Linked DNA regions of Gossypium hirsutum: all the other regions are linked to region 3. The links are chromatin contacts, called in public Hi-C maps. All regions are on one chromosome and are shown on one strand. Each heading gives the region's core, a stretch centred on a gene start, on an enhancer-like site or on the middle of the called end of the contact. The rest is flanking DNA. Distances are from core to core; before and after follow the strand shown.

Region 1 (4,279 bases), core at 733-3,232, 380 kb after region 3:
ACGTTGCACCAAAACATTCCATTCAAATTTACGAAACAACTATACAAGAACCAAACATTTAATCTCACAAATAATATATATCGTAGATAGTTTCTAATGAAATCCAAACCTGCACAAACTGTTATATATTTATTTATTATATAAAGTTTACTTCGACAACAATAGATAATCACACTTATTTTCATAAATAATCAAATTGAAAATTAAAAATTAAAACCCTAATCAACATAAATCCAAAATATTTGGCATGTATAATAAAAAAACATTAATCTATAAAATTTGACTCTTTTTGAATAGTTGATGATCAAATTTGACTCTTTTTATAAAATTAATGACCAAATTAACAAGAAATATAAATATTAAGGGTTAAAGTTATCATTATATTTTTACAAAACAATAAAAAAATTCACTTTAAATGAATAAAAATGAATGAAGGAACAACTAATTTTCATATTCCATAGCAAATGAAAATTAAGAAAATAGATTTATTTTTGTCAATAGAAAATACATATTTTTAAATGCAGTGAAAATCTTAAATAAAAAAAAAAGAAAGAAAGAAAAAAGAAAAATTGAAACATCGGTTATTGAAATTTCAAGAAAAGTGTGAGAGCAAAGACTTATCATTTTGTAGTCTGCTTTACAATATTATGTACACGGCACAAGTTTCTTCTCAAGACTTTCATTTATTTTTAAATATAAAGAGTTATATTTTATTTGATTTTCATTCCAAGTCCTGGGTATTAATTGTAAAAGAAATTACCCAGTAATTGCAAAAGTAAAATCCTCTTGCCTTGCCAATCCACTATACTATAAACAATTGATTAAAGCAAATACCAATAATTTGACCCAATCTTGATTGTTTGTTGAAACTTTATTTACAATTGCAGTAATCTCATAACACAAATCCTTTGGCTAAACCAAAACTAAGAAATCCTAGCTTATATTTTTGAGTGTTGGAATTTTGCAAGCAGATAAACTCCAATTTCTTTGTCAAGTTTTCTCATCATTTTAGTGCTACCTACATTTCTCTTGTTTTCTATTTCCCCTTTCCTTAAAGAAAAAATAAAGTGTTCAGTTTTATTTACTTTCTTTTACTCCAAATTAGTCCTCCAAAAAAAAAAACCTAATCTTCAAATCCTTTTGGTTATTTTCAACTAGTGGAGCATTTTCTCAGCTTTGATTTTCAAGTTCCCAAGTGAGGTAAAGGTCTTTTATATATGCTTCATTTCTTGAATTGTGTTTATATATATATATATATTTCTTGATCTAATAATCACTTACTATGTTTTTTTTCTTGAAGGAATTAATTTTCTTTGCACTCACATACTTGGAATTATTACTTTCATTTTGAAGAGGTAAGAGGGGAATGTTTATTATGTTTTCCATTGTTATATGCATAATATTAGTGTGTGTGAGGGTAAACTTTTAAAGAATATTGAATTACCTATTTAAATAGCATCAACTTTAAATATTTTATTACTTTTGAATTATAATATTGGTGTAGAACCGCGAATCTAAAAATTTGTTTAGGAAGGATCGAAAATTAATTATGAATTTTTGAAATGTTAAAATATAATTTTATCATTTTAAAAAAAAATTAAAATTTTGTTTTTTTTTTTTTTTTTGAGGCCAAAGTACAATATCACTATATATTAATTTACAATTTTGCATTTTCAAGGGGCAGCTAAAAAAAACTTTAGAATTATATTTCTCTATGTGTAATTAAAAATATCTTTCTAATTTAAAATTAGATGGCATTACACTCATATATTTGATTTTGTCAACTAGTATGAATTGATAAGCAACAAATAAAATGTAATAAAAGCTTCTCAACTAAGTCTTCTTTCTTACTACTTATCTCACCAATTCTGTACCATACTTACAAAATTTCTATGGTATAAAATTATTTTTAGTTTTGCATCATATCAATTCTACTGTCGATATAAGTTTATCACAGTATTCACTTTTTGTGTTTTGTCTGCAGCTGGACTGAATCGAATAAAAGCCGATTAATTTTCATACTTGGAATTGTCTTTCACCTTGCGTGGTATGTCTAAGACGTAGGTGTTCATCTTCAACATTTTTTAATTCTTTAATATTTTTTCTAATGATAATGTTGGTGTTTGACACTCTTTATCCGAATGAAATATGAACTTCAATTTGGATCTTAAACAACAGAGTAATATATCCGGATGAAGAATGAGGAAAACTTGAGAATCAGGTCTGGAGTTTTTAAGCAAAACAAAAACAGAATTGAAAAGCAAAGAAAATATGTAAAGGAAATGGAGAGGATATTGAATGAAAAAGATGATGATTTTTCATTAATTTGACATTGGCAAATTGCCATTACATATATCAAACATGAGATGATCATTATAAGTCAAAATGCTACCTAAACATTTACCTAACATCACTTAAAACATTGAAAATTGCTAAACTAGCTTGCACAAGTTGCTTTGCTGAACTTTCAGTCAATCAACATCTAAAATACATCAAGAAGTTTACCAACTAAGTTCTAAAAGAACTAAGTTACAAACTATGAATTTAAGGTAACCAAAATGAGTTGAAATTGGACAGCATCAGTAAGCTTCTGCTTCTGTCTATTGGTCTCAAGCTGCATGTCTACCTTTTCTGGTTCAATATGCATACTTCACCCTGTAATAGTACGACAGTTTGATCTCTTTTTTTACAGCTGCATGCATGGCTCGGGCTGCTTCTTGACACTTTGGCTTCTTCACATGCTGCATGCAGGCCAACTTCAATAGATAACTCTTATGATCTGCTACAGTGTTTGAACTTGGAAAATCGTATTCTTCAATCGAGCTTGTCAACAATGGGTTGTGAATTTGCGAGTCTGCTCTTGCTAACTCCGTTGGAACACTAGTTGCGGACTATGTGGTAAAGCCGGTGGGACGTTAACTTGATTATGTCCGCCGCTTTCATGACAATGTTGAAAAGCTTGAGGAAAAAAAAGGTGAACTTGTAAGGGCACGAACTCTTCTGCAGCATAAGACTGAGGTTGCTGAAAAGCAGCTTTTACATACTGAAGATGATGTACGGGATTTGCAAATGAAGGCAGTGGAAATCCTATCGAATGTGGAAACTTTGGAAATGGAAATTCAACAGAATAAGAGGTGTCTCAACTGGTATCCTAATTGGGGTTGGAGATAACGATTAAGTAAGAAAGCAATGAAGAAAACTCTGGATATATCTGAGCTTTTGGAGAAGATCAACAAATTTGGTCAACCTGGACGAGTCGGTTACCGTGCTCCTAGTACCCTTCCCACCATAGAATTCCTATGCTCTAAGGAATTTGTGGTTTCGGAATCTTCAAAGATTGCTTTCCATCAAATCATTGAAGCCCTACAAGATGACAAGATCAGCATGATTGGATTGTGGGGGATGGGAGGGGTGTGGGCAAAACCACCTTGGCTCGAGAAGTTGGAAATCAAGCCGAAAAGCTGAATTTGTTCAATAAAGTTGTGATTACAACTGTGTCTCAAATGCCAAAATTCCAAGTAATTCAAGATCAAATTGCACAATTCATAGACTTTAATATGAAGAATGAACAAGAAAGAAGATCAGTGCAAGATCTATGGTTGCGACAGAAGAAGGAACAGAGGATTCTTATTATCCTTGATGATATTTGGACAAATATCAACTTAAAGGAGAAGATAGGAATTCCGACTGGCGAAGATCATAAAGGTTGCAAAGTTCTTTTAACATCACGCCGTCAACAAGTATGTCTTGCTATGGATTGTCAAAAGGTGGTACAACTGGGTTGTTTGGATGGCCATGAAGCTTGGAATTTGTTTGCAATGAAAGCAAGTCTAAATGGCTCTGCTGATGACGCTATTAGAAAGGTGGCAACTAAAATCATCAGAAAATGCCAAGGTTTGCCCATTGCTATAGTTTCGTTGGGAAGTGCTTTGAAAGGTAAAAGTTGTCACGAGTGGAAAGCGGCATATCGGAGACTCAAAGATAGTAGATTAACTGAAATTGAAGATGTTAATGAAGAAAATGATAAATCTTTATTGGTTTTTTAAGTGAAAAAGCTAAAACACCCTCAAATAATATAACATATTTTAAGTATAGAATGACATTCTACTAATTTCCCTAATTGAATTAGTGACCCAGTTGAGGGTGACACCAACTCAAAAAGGAATTTTATCACTACAATAAAACAAGTCTATCGCAATTTTTTTTTTTACTTAAGACGACGCAAAAAAAGTTGGTATAGGTCATCCCGACGCTTCCGAAAATGCCGTCTATAGTGCAA
Region 2 (4,243 bases), core at 88-2,587, 490 kb before region 3:
CGTAGCAATGATGTGGATGTAATTGGGATTCCTAATGGTATTGAAAAGCCTGCTAACTCACGAGTATCTTTCAAAGACATGTTGCTTGGTGCTTCGAGGGATACAGGAAAGAGTATGATCGGACAGGATAATGATGACTTACAACTTCTTGATGGAGATGTTACAACTGGAACAAAGGATGGTTTACCCTCTATTCATTTCTCTGATAGGATTCATCAAATCTTATATCAAGGTATGTCTTGTGCCGTTGTGGTTAAACTTTTGGGAAAGAAAATAGGTTTCCAAACGCTCTCGAATAAAATCTATAACCTCTGGAAACCAACTACCCCCATTAAAATTATGAACTTGGAAAATGATTATTTCATGGTGAAGTTCCAAAAGGAATCGAATTATACTCGGGCCCTCACGGAAGGACCTTGCATTATTTTTGGACAGTATTCAACCATGGACAAAATCCTTCTCCACTTCCTAGCCATTCCCATCCAACGTGGTTGCTTGGATTTGACTTTCGGGAATTCCTGGTTTTTTTGTATTGGCAGAGTATTTTAAAGAGCATCGGGGAGACGATTGGGCAAGTCATAAAACTGGATATTAACACTGGTAATGCGCAAAGGGGCCGTTTTGTTCGTATGGCGATTTTTCTTGACCTTAACAATCCGTTGGTTTCTAAAATCAAAGTTGATGGATGTATTCGACACGTTAAGTATGAGTCTCTTCCCAATATTTGTTTTTCTTGTGGTCATTTTGGTCACTTTAAAGATTCCTGCTCCTCTGTTCCCAACTGTGTTACAGCGTTAGGGGAAATGAACCAAGAAAATCTGATCTCAGATGAGAACAGGAAAGATTTGGATATGTTTGGGCCATGGATGGTGGTTAATCGACGGAATAGTATACTTAGCCGGAAATCAGCAATTGGATGAGAAGAAAAGAAAGTAACGGGATCGATGGGATCTCGCTTTAACATTATCCATAATTTGAGGGATGGGAACTGAGCCATTAATGGGGAACCCAATCCCCTTGATTCAGCAAAGTTGAAAGGAAAAGGGGTTGCCATTTATTACAACCCCTTACATGAAGAAGGGTCAACTCCCACGGACAACGATGAACAAATTTGGGATTTTGGGGTTCCACTGTCACTTGTAGAATAAGTTGCTACAGGTCAGGGGTTGGATCAGGAAAAAACAGATAAGGAGTTTGGGCCTGGTAGACCCAAACGCTGCTGGTTCCTCCAAAATGGTTAATGGGTCTTCCAAGCAAAGTGCCAAGGTTTCTGCTGGATCTCAAAGACAGGATGTTTTGGGCCTTTAAGGATGGGTTCTAGGCTTGGTGGTTCCAAAAATTCCCAACGGGCTAATACTTTCATTTCCGTAGAATCAAACCCAACTCCTTATTTGTGCATAGTGGGTGACGTTAATTCTAAAGAAACCCACATTCTTATTTCGCATGATAATTCCAGTAGGGAATTAAATTTGTTAACCCAAGGCACTTCACGTAATTTAGTAGAAAAATCTGTTGTGACAACCTTGAATCCAGAATTTCATTGAGTCATTAAGTTTGTAGAAAATTGGGATCCCAATTCTCATTCTGTTGATGTGAATTTGGCTGTCTCCTTATCTTCTTCGAAAATTGGAAACCTCAAACGTTTTAAAAACGGGTCTCACAATCTTCGGGGTCCAGGCAACAAATTCAAGGTGAAGGCATTTGGTCGTGATTCTGTTGCTAAAGCTATGACAAAATTCGTTGACAGGATCGGTTTAGAAGGCTTGATGGCAGAGGAAAATAACTTTCAGGGGGTAACTCTGGGTCCTAATGAAACCACTACCTTAGATGTTTAAGGTGGATCTGTTGATGTTGTCTTTCTCTCTATGATTTGTCAGATGTTACCAAGTATTTTTGTATGGAACTGTAAAGGGTGTGCATCGCCTAAGTTTGTTAGGGTGGTTAGAGATTGCTTTGCTAAATTTAATGTTGATGTTGCGGCATTTTTTGAAACTCGAGTCAGTGGTTTGAAGGTAGATAGAATCATTTCTAAAATTGGCTTGGATTATTCTCACAGAATTCAAGCTAGAGGCTATGCTGGGGGTTTATGTATTTGTTGGAGAAATTCTGTTCAGATCCAAATTATTCTTAATGATCCACAATTTATTCTTTGCCGACTGGGTAAATAGGGCGGATCCAGAAGTGTTTTAGTGACGTTGGTTTATGGTTATCCGGACAAACAAAAATGTGAGACTTTATGCGGCCGTTTGGATCATATTGCTCATTCCATTTTCGAGCCGTGGGTTTTGTTGGGGGACTTCAATTCAGTGTTGTCTTCGGATGAAAAGAGGGGTGGTCATCCTATTTTTTCTGGATGCAAGTTATTTTAGATTTCGTCCTTAGTGGGTTGATGGATCTTGGGTTTAAAGGTCCACAGTTCACACGAAAAAGAGGGGCTATCTTTGAAATATTAGATCGAGTAATTGGTAATAATGAATGGTGCCGACTTTATTATGGTGATTCTGTCTTCCATCTTCCTCGTCTCAAATTTGATCACAGACCTATTTACTTATCTTTTTGCAGCCCCAGTCAAGCTATTTAACCGAGACCTTTTCAGGTTCTAGCATCTTGGGTTTCTTATCCGGATTTTAACAAATGCATCCATGATATTTGGACATGATACTGATATTATTGGCAATCTCACTTCTTTTACTACAAGCTTTAAAAAGTGGAATTTTGAGGTTTTCGGCCACATTATCAGAAGGAAATGAGCGATTGCCCATTATATTGGTAAAGTTCAAGCTACTTTAGATCGTAGATATTCCAGGTACCTTCTGAATCTTGAATCGAAGTTACATTTAGAATATGAAAAGATTCTTGATGAGGAGGAATTACTTTGGAAGCAGACATTGAGGATGGATTAGGTCTATTTTGAGGATCGTAATACAAAGTTTTTCTATAATAAAGCTCTTATAAGGTAGAATTCTAATAAATTTTTGCCTTGAAAATTGTGGATAACTGGTTTTATGATAATCAGAGATTGCATGATGAAGCAGTTCGTTTTTTCTCTTCTCTCTTCCTTGGATGATTTGTCATGTGATGCTTGCCCTTTACGTGGTCACTTTTCGCAAGTCAACTCTAGCACTATGGACTCTTTAACCATGACCGTTAATGCAGAGGAGGTTAGAAATGCTTTGTTTAGTATGGGTCCTTTAAAAGCTCCTGGCCCTGATGGTTTTCACGCTCTTTTTTACTAGAGTCAGTGGGATATGGTCGGATCGGATGTTTATTCTTGGGTTCGTGATGTTTTTTCTGATAAGATTCGCATCTGTTCTGTTAATAACACACTCTTGGTTCTCATACTGAAGATTAGGAATCCTACTTCTTTCTCCCATTTTTGGCCAATAAGTCTTTGCAATGTCTTGTATAAGGTTGTCACAAAAAATCATTGCCAATCGGTTCAGACATATTTTTCCATCCTTTTTGCTCAAAATCAAGTGAGTTTCATGGTTGGAAGACAAATTACGGGCAATATTATCATTGCCTAGGAAATTGTACATTCCATGCAGACAAATAAAGGGAAGAAATTGTGGATGGCTATGAAGGTGGATTTAGAAAAAGCTTATAACAGAATTCGTTGGGAAGTTATTTAAGACACTTTGGTTGATGTTGGTTTTGCTTCGGCCTTGATTAAAGTCATCATGGGCTATTTTTCTTCGGTTTTAATGCAAATTATGTGGAATGATAGTCTTTCTTTTGGCTTTATTCCTAAGAGGGGTATTAGGCAAGGATGGCCTTTATCTCCTTACATCTTCATTCTCTGCATAGATAGATTAGGCCATTTAATTCATAGAGAAGCCGCAAAAAAATCTTGGAAACCGGTCGTACTAGGTAAGAATGGTCCGCCCATTTCACATCTTTTCTTTGCGGACAACTTACTCCTGTTTGCTGAAGCTGAGGTTGATCAGGCGCACAAAATTAATAAAGCTCTATCTACTTTTGGTAAGGCTGACATAGAGTTAATGAACAGAAAACTACCATTTAATTCTCTAAAAACGTTGATGCTGCCAATGCTGTAAGTATATGCAATATCCTTGGATTTCGCCTTTCGGATGACTTGGGTACCTACTTAGTTTTGCCTCTATTCCACAAAAGTCACCAAGAATACTTTCAGTTTTGTTGTTAATAAAGTTAGATGCAAACTTGATAATTGGAATGCAAAATTGCTTTCTACGGTAGGAAGGGTTACTCTAGCTCAATTAGT
Region 3 (4,414 bases), core at 1,286-3,785:
TCGTACGTGCTTTTCGGGGTTGAATGAAAGTAGTTTCCACCGAACTTGATTTTCTTGCTTCATAGACTCCTTATACGGTAATTAACATTCTTGCTTTTGAAGTAACAGTTATAATGCTTTCAATATCCTTGATGTATCTTGCAGTTTGCTGGTGCTGCACAATCTCTGGGTGCTGGTGCGATCTTAGTGAATCCTTGGAACATCACTGAAGTGGCTGCTTCGATTGGCCAAGCTTTGAACATGCCGGCCGAAGAAAGGGAAAAACGACACTGCCATAACTTTCATCATGTGACAGAGCATACAGCTCAAGAATGGGCTGAAACATTTGTAAGGTATGCATACAATTCGAAATATATCTTTCAGTTTTCTTTTTCTTGTATTAGAGTTCCGAAACTCTCTACAGTATGTCCTTTTCCTTTTGTAACCAATGTTAGGTTAGGTTGGAATCTTTATCATGGTAAGTATTTGACTTGCTCAGTTTGGCAAATTTATTTAATATTATCCCATATTATTTGATGAAGTTTGGAATTGCCAAATCCAGCCTCCGCGTCTTGGACATTTGCTTGTAGCTTAGGTGCCTTAATAAGAATGTAAAAGCTAGAGTTTATTTGCACTAATTCTTTCTGTTCAATCCTAAGATATTATCATTGTAATTGCAGTGAACTGAATGATACGGTTGTCGAAGCACAGCTAAGGACAAGCAAAGTGCCTCCAGAGCTTCCACAAAATGATGCAATGGAATGTTACTTGTTGTCTAGCAATCGACTGGTAATACTGGTATGATTGGTTAATCTAAAATCTGTCATCGTAAAAAAATGCCCCTCAGGTCGTAAAAAGCTTTACTCGAAGTCTGCAAGTATATGATACATGTAAAGCCATAGGACTTACGAGGATTTTTGCCACATTTCTTATTGTATCGATATCAATAAATCCACTGTGCTAAGTTGAGTATGCTTGCCATGTTTACCTCATCTTTGGGATGGTCTGAAACTCAGGGTTTTAACACAACATTAACCGAACCAGTGGATACTCCGGGGAGTAGAGGTGATCAAATCAAAGAAATGGAACTTAAATTGCATCCGGCGTTGAGAGAACCCTTAATAGCCCTCTGTAATGATCCGAAGACAACAATAGCTGTCCTCAGTGGGAGTGACAGATGTGTCTTGGATAAGGTATGCTAGGATTTATATCTTTCTTCCTGGTCTAAGCCCTGGTTCATCCTCCACTGAAACCAACTGATTGCTCTCGCAGAACTTTGGAGAGTATAACCTGTGGTTGGCTGCAGAAAACGGTATGTTTCTACGACATACAAAGGGAGACTGGATGACGACAATGCCGGAACACTTGAATTTGGAATGGATTGATAGTGTGAAGGTAACCAAATTATACTTGCACAAACACTTCATCAAGTTTCTCTTTTCCATGTGCCTCTTCTAACAAAAGCCAATGGCATGTTGGCAGCATGTTTTTGAGTATTTCACTGAAAGAACACCGAGATCGCATTTCGATTTCCGGGATACATCGCTTGTATGGAATTACAAATATGCAGGTACTCAGCCTATTTTGTTTCCAAGCTTCATCTCAGATCAATTCCAACCCTGTTTGTCCAATCCTTCCTCATGTTTTCCTTTCATGTTACTTTGTCTGTAGATATTGAATTCGGAAGACTTCAAGCAAGAGACATGCTGCAACATCTCTGGACTGGACCAATTTCGAATGCATCTGTCGATGTCGTTCAAGGAAGCCGATCGGTTGAGGTACGAGCAGTTGGCGTTACAAAGGTAACTGCCCATTCACCATACACATACTTCTAGTAGCAGTTTTGGAGATGCATGCTTGCCTGTATGATAACTTAGTTTTAAACCAGGGGGCAGCCATTGATCGTATTTTGGGAGAGATTGTTCACACTACATCAATGACAACTCCGATCGACTATGTTCTTTGCATCGGACATTTTCTGGGGAAGGTAACCTTCTCATCAATCTTTTCTTCATGCAAATTCATATTCAAATCATTTGAACAACTTAAAGGTGTGGTTATCTTTGTTCTAGGATATTGAACAAATAGATCTAATTGAGGTGTAGTTATTTACGTTGCTTCGACTCTTTACTTTTCTTGAAGTACTCGTGTCTGTCACCTATAACCTATATCGATGTGATCATTTTTCATTACTTCACCAGGATGAAGATGTTTACACCTTTTTCGAACCCGAGCTGCCTTTTGATGCATTGAGCATAGCAAGAAGCAAGCCATTTGATGGACCACGGTTATTACCTGCTGAAAGAAGGCCTCCATTGAAGCTCCCAGCAAGCAAAAGTGGAGCTAAATCGTCATTACAAAAAAAGACACAACCACCATCCCCGGCTCCGGATAGAAGAACTAGTAGTTATTATAGCTGTGGGAGTTTGCTGAGGCATCCGTCGGTGCCAGAAAAGATCTCATGGAGTGTTCTTGATCTCAAAGGAGATAACTACTTCTCCTGTGCTGTTGGACGGACTCGGACTAGTGCTCGATATTTGCTTGGTTCGTCAGATGATGTTGTCTCATTCCTGAATAGACTAGCGAATGCCTCTTCTTCACGTGACTTGGTGTCTGGAACAGATTCGCTACCCTTACATCCAACACATATCCGTACATCAGTATAGGGTACCACCCATCGAATATATGAAAACTTTAGGGAAGAGAAGAGTATAACCGTATCGGAAACATACAATATCTGAAACTTTTGTTTTGAGTCCAGATAACTTGGTTGAATATACTGGAAGAGGAGTAAGTTTTATTTGCGAGGCACAACCAGAAAACAAACTATTCTATAAACAATTATTATTCAAGTTTCCTTTTATAAAAATTTATGTTATTGTTGTGCACTGTCAATATTTAATGGGGTTTTTTTTTTACCTAATAGTAATTTATCTCTGATATTTACACATTTTACTAATTTGATCTTAATTTTTTTTTAAAAATTATCATTTTCAATAAAAATTAAAAATATTTAAAAATATATAAATTATAAATTATAAATAAAAAATCAAAACATGTATTAAGAATTCAGAAAAACATATGTATTAAAGATTCAAAAATATATATTAATAAAAAAAACCACCCAATATTCCCTCTTTGATTCCCTTTGAGACAACTGTTAAGTTCCTTAAAATTATTATTATAGTGGAATTACAAATTATTAATTTCTATTTTAGACAGAAAGTGATGACTTAATTAATGGGACTTGATTTTTAAAATTTTTTTTTATATTTGTTGTTAAAATGTAAATGGAAGAATGACATGAATTTTTTACGATCTCCTAATTTCCAGCTAGGATTAAATAAATAAAATGGGATTTAAAACCCTATTTATTTTGTTGGAAATATGGTTTAAAAAACAGTAATTTTAAGCATAATGGATGGAAGATTAATTTAAAAAATAATAATCAGAGTGATCAAAACTCGATTCGATTCGAAAAAATTAAAAAAAAAATTTGAAATTTGTGTTAACCGAATAAGTCAACTCAAATAAAAAATTCGTGTTTCGAGTTTGAATCGAGTAAAATTTTTCAATTTGAATAATTCTAAGAACATATTAGTGTAAATAGTATTTTAGTCTCTATTAATTTTGAAAATGAGCAAATTGATCTCTTTTAACAAAAATTACAAAAAAAAATTAAAATTTATATTTTTTTAAAATATAATAATTTTTTAAAAATCTAAAAAATATATAAAAGAAGTTAAAATTTTAAAAAAATTTCTAAAATAATAATTTTTGAGATTTAAATAAGTTAATTAATAATTCAAGTTTATCATACTGTATTTTTTATTATTTTGCTTTGAAAAAGTTTTCAAATATATATGGTTTCAAATTTATGTGCTCTAACATGAAATTAGTTATATTGTAACAAGATTTTAATTTGACATTTTTAATTTTTTTTAATTTAACTTGGACAATTTCACTCGATTCGATTCGACTCGAATTTCATTTTACTCGACTCGATTAAAAAAATTCAATTTAGTCATTTTCTTTTTCTAATTTTCCATGGATGAATCATCATAAATATCTACTAACTTTGATTAATGGTCTATTTCCTTATAAGGACCTCAAATTTTGAATTCCATAGTTATTTGATCCTTCTAGCTACTAGTATTCAACTTTTGCACTTTATGCAATTTAGTCTTTTCCTCCTAATTAAAAATGAAATCGGTAAAATTTTCTTAACGAAATTTTCATACGTTATTTCTATCATAATGCAGACCATACAATAATATTAAAATAATTTTTCTTTCTGACTCGAATTTGTGGTCCCGAAACCACTGTTCGGATTTCACTGAAAATGGGTTATTTTGTAGACACGATTCATAGTGCTAAATGGGAGCTTAGGAGTAGCCTAAACCCCTATCCTAAGTGTCAAGTGTAAGCTTTCTTA

Evidence for each region. A called contact is a pair of places that touch in the nucleus more often than the background predicts.
Region 1: a Hi-C map of seedling shows a contact between it and region 3, with 2.6 times the contacts expected there. The contact joins the promoter of LOC107902398 here to the enhancer-like site in region 3. A contact is called at or near these places in 2 of 34 Hi-C or Micro-C datasets (leaf and seedling).
Region 2: a contact with region 3 is called in a Hi-C map of petal, with 3 times the contacts expected there. The contact joins two enhancer-like sites. A contact is called at or near these places in 8 of 34 Hi-C or Micro-C datasets (anther, callus, hypocotyl and 2 more).

The regions. Positions count from the first base shown.
Region 1 is chrA04:12,492,147-12,496,425 of Gossypium_hirsutum_v2.1, forward strand. LOC107902398 (disease resistance protein At4g27190-like) reads left to right here and starts at 1,983. Exons shown (of 2, transcript XM_041110928.1): 1 at 1,983-2,047; 2 at 2,789-4,059. The coding sequence starts at 3,504. The coding sequence ends at 4,046.
Region 2 is chrA04:11,624,569-11,628,811 of Gossypium_hirsutum_v2.1, forward strand. No RefSeq gene overlaps it. Among protein-coding and RNA genes, the nearest start is that of LOC107948584, 7.5 kb to the left of the region's middle. Within about 2 kb of position 1,338, at least 9 of the 9 cell types and tissues checked have an H3K27ac peak or open chromatin away from gene starts, as enhancers often do.
Region 3 is chrA04:12,115,621-12,120,034 of Gossypium_hirsutum_v2.1, forward strand. It overlaps the pseudogene LOC121227953. Among protein-coding and RNA genes, the nearest start is that of LOC121227952, 12 kb to the left of the region's middle. Within about 2 kb of position 2,536, at least 3 of the 9 cell types and tissues checked have an H3K27ac peak or open chromatin away from gene starts, as enhancers often do.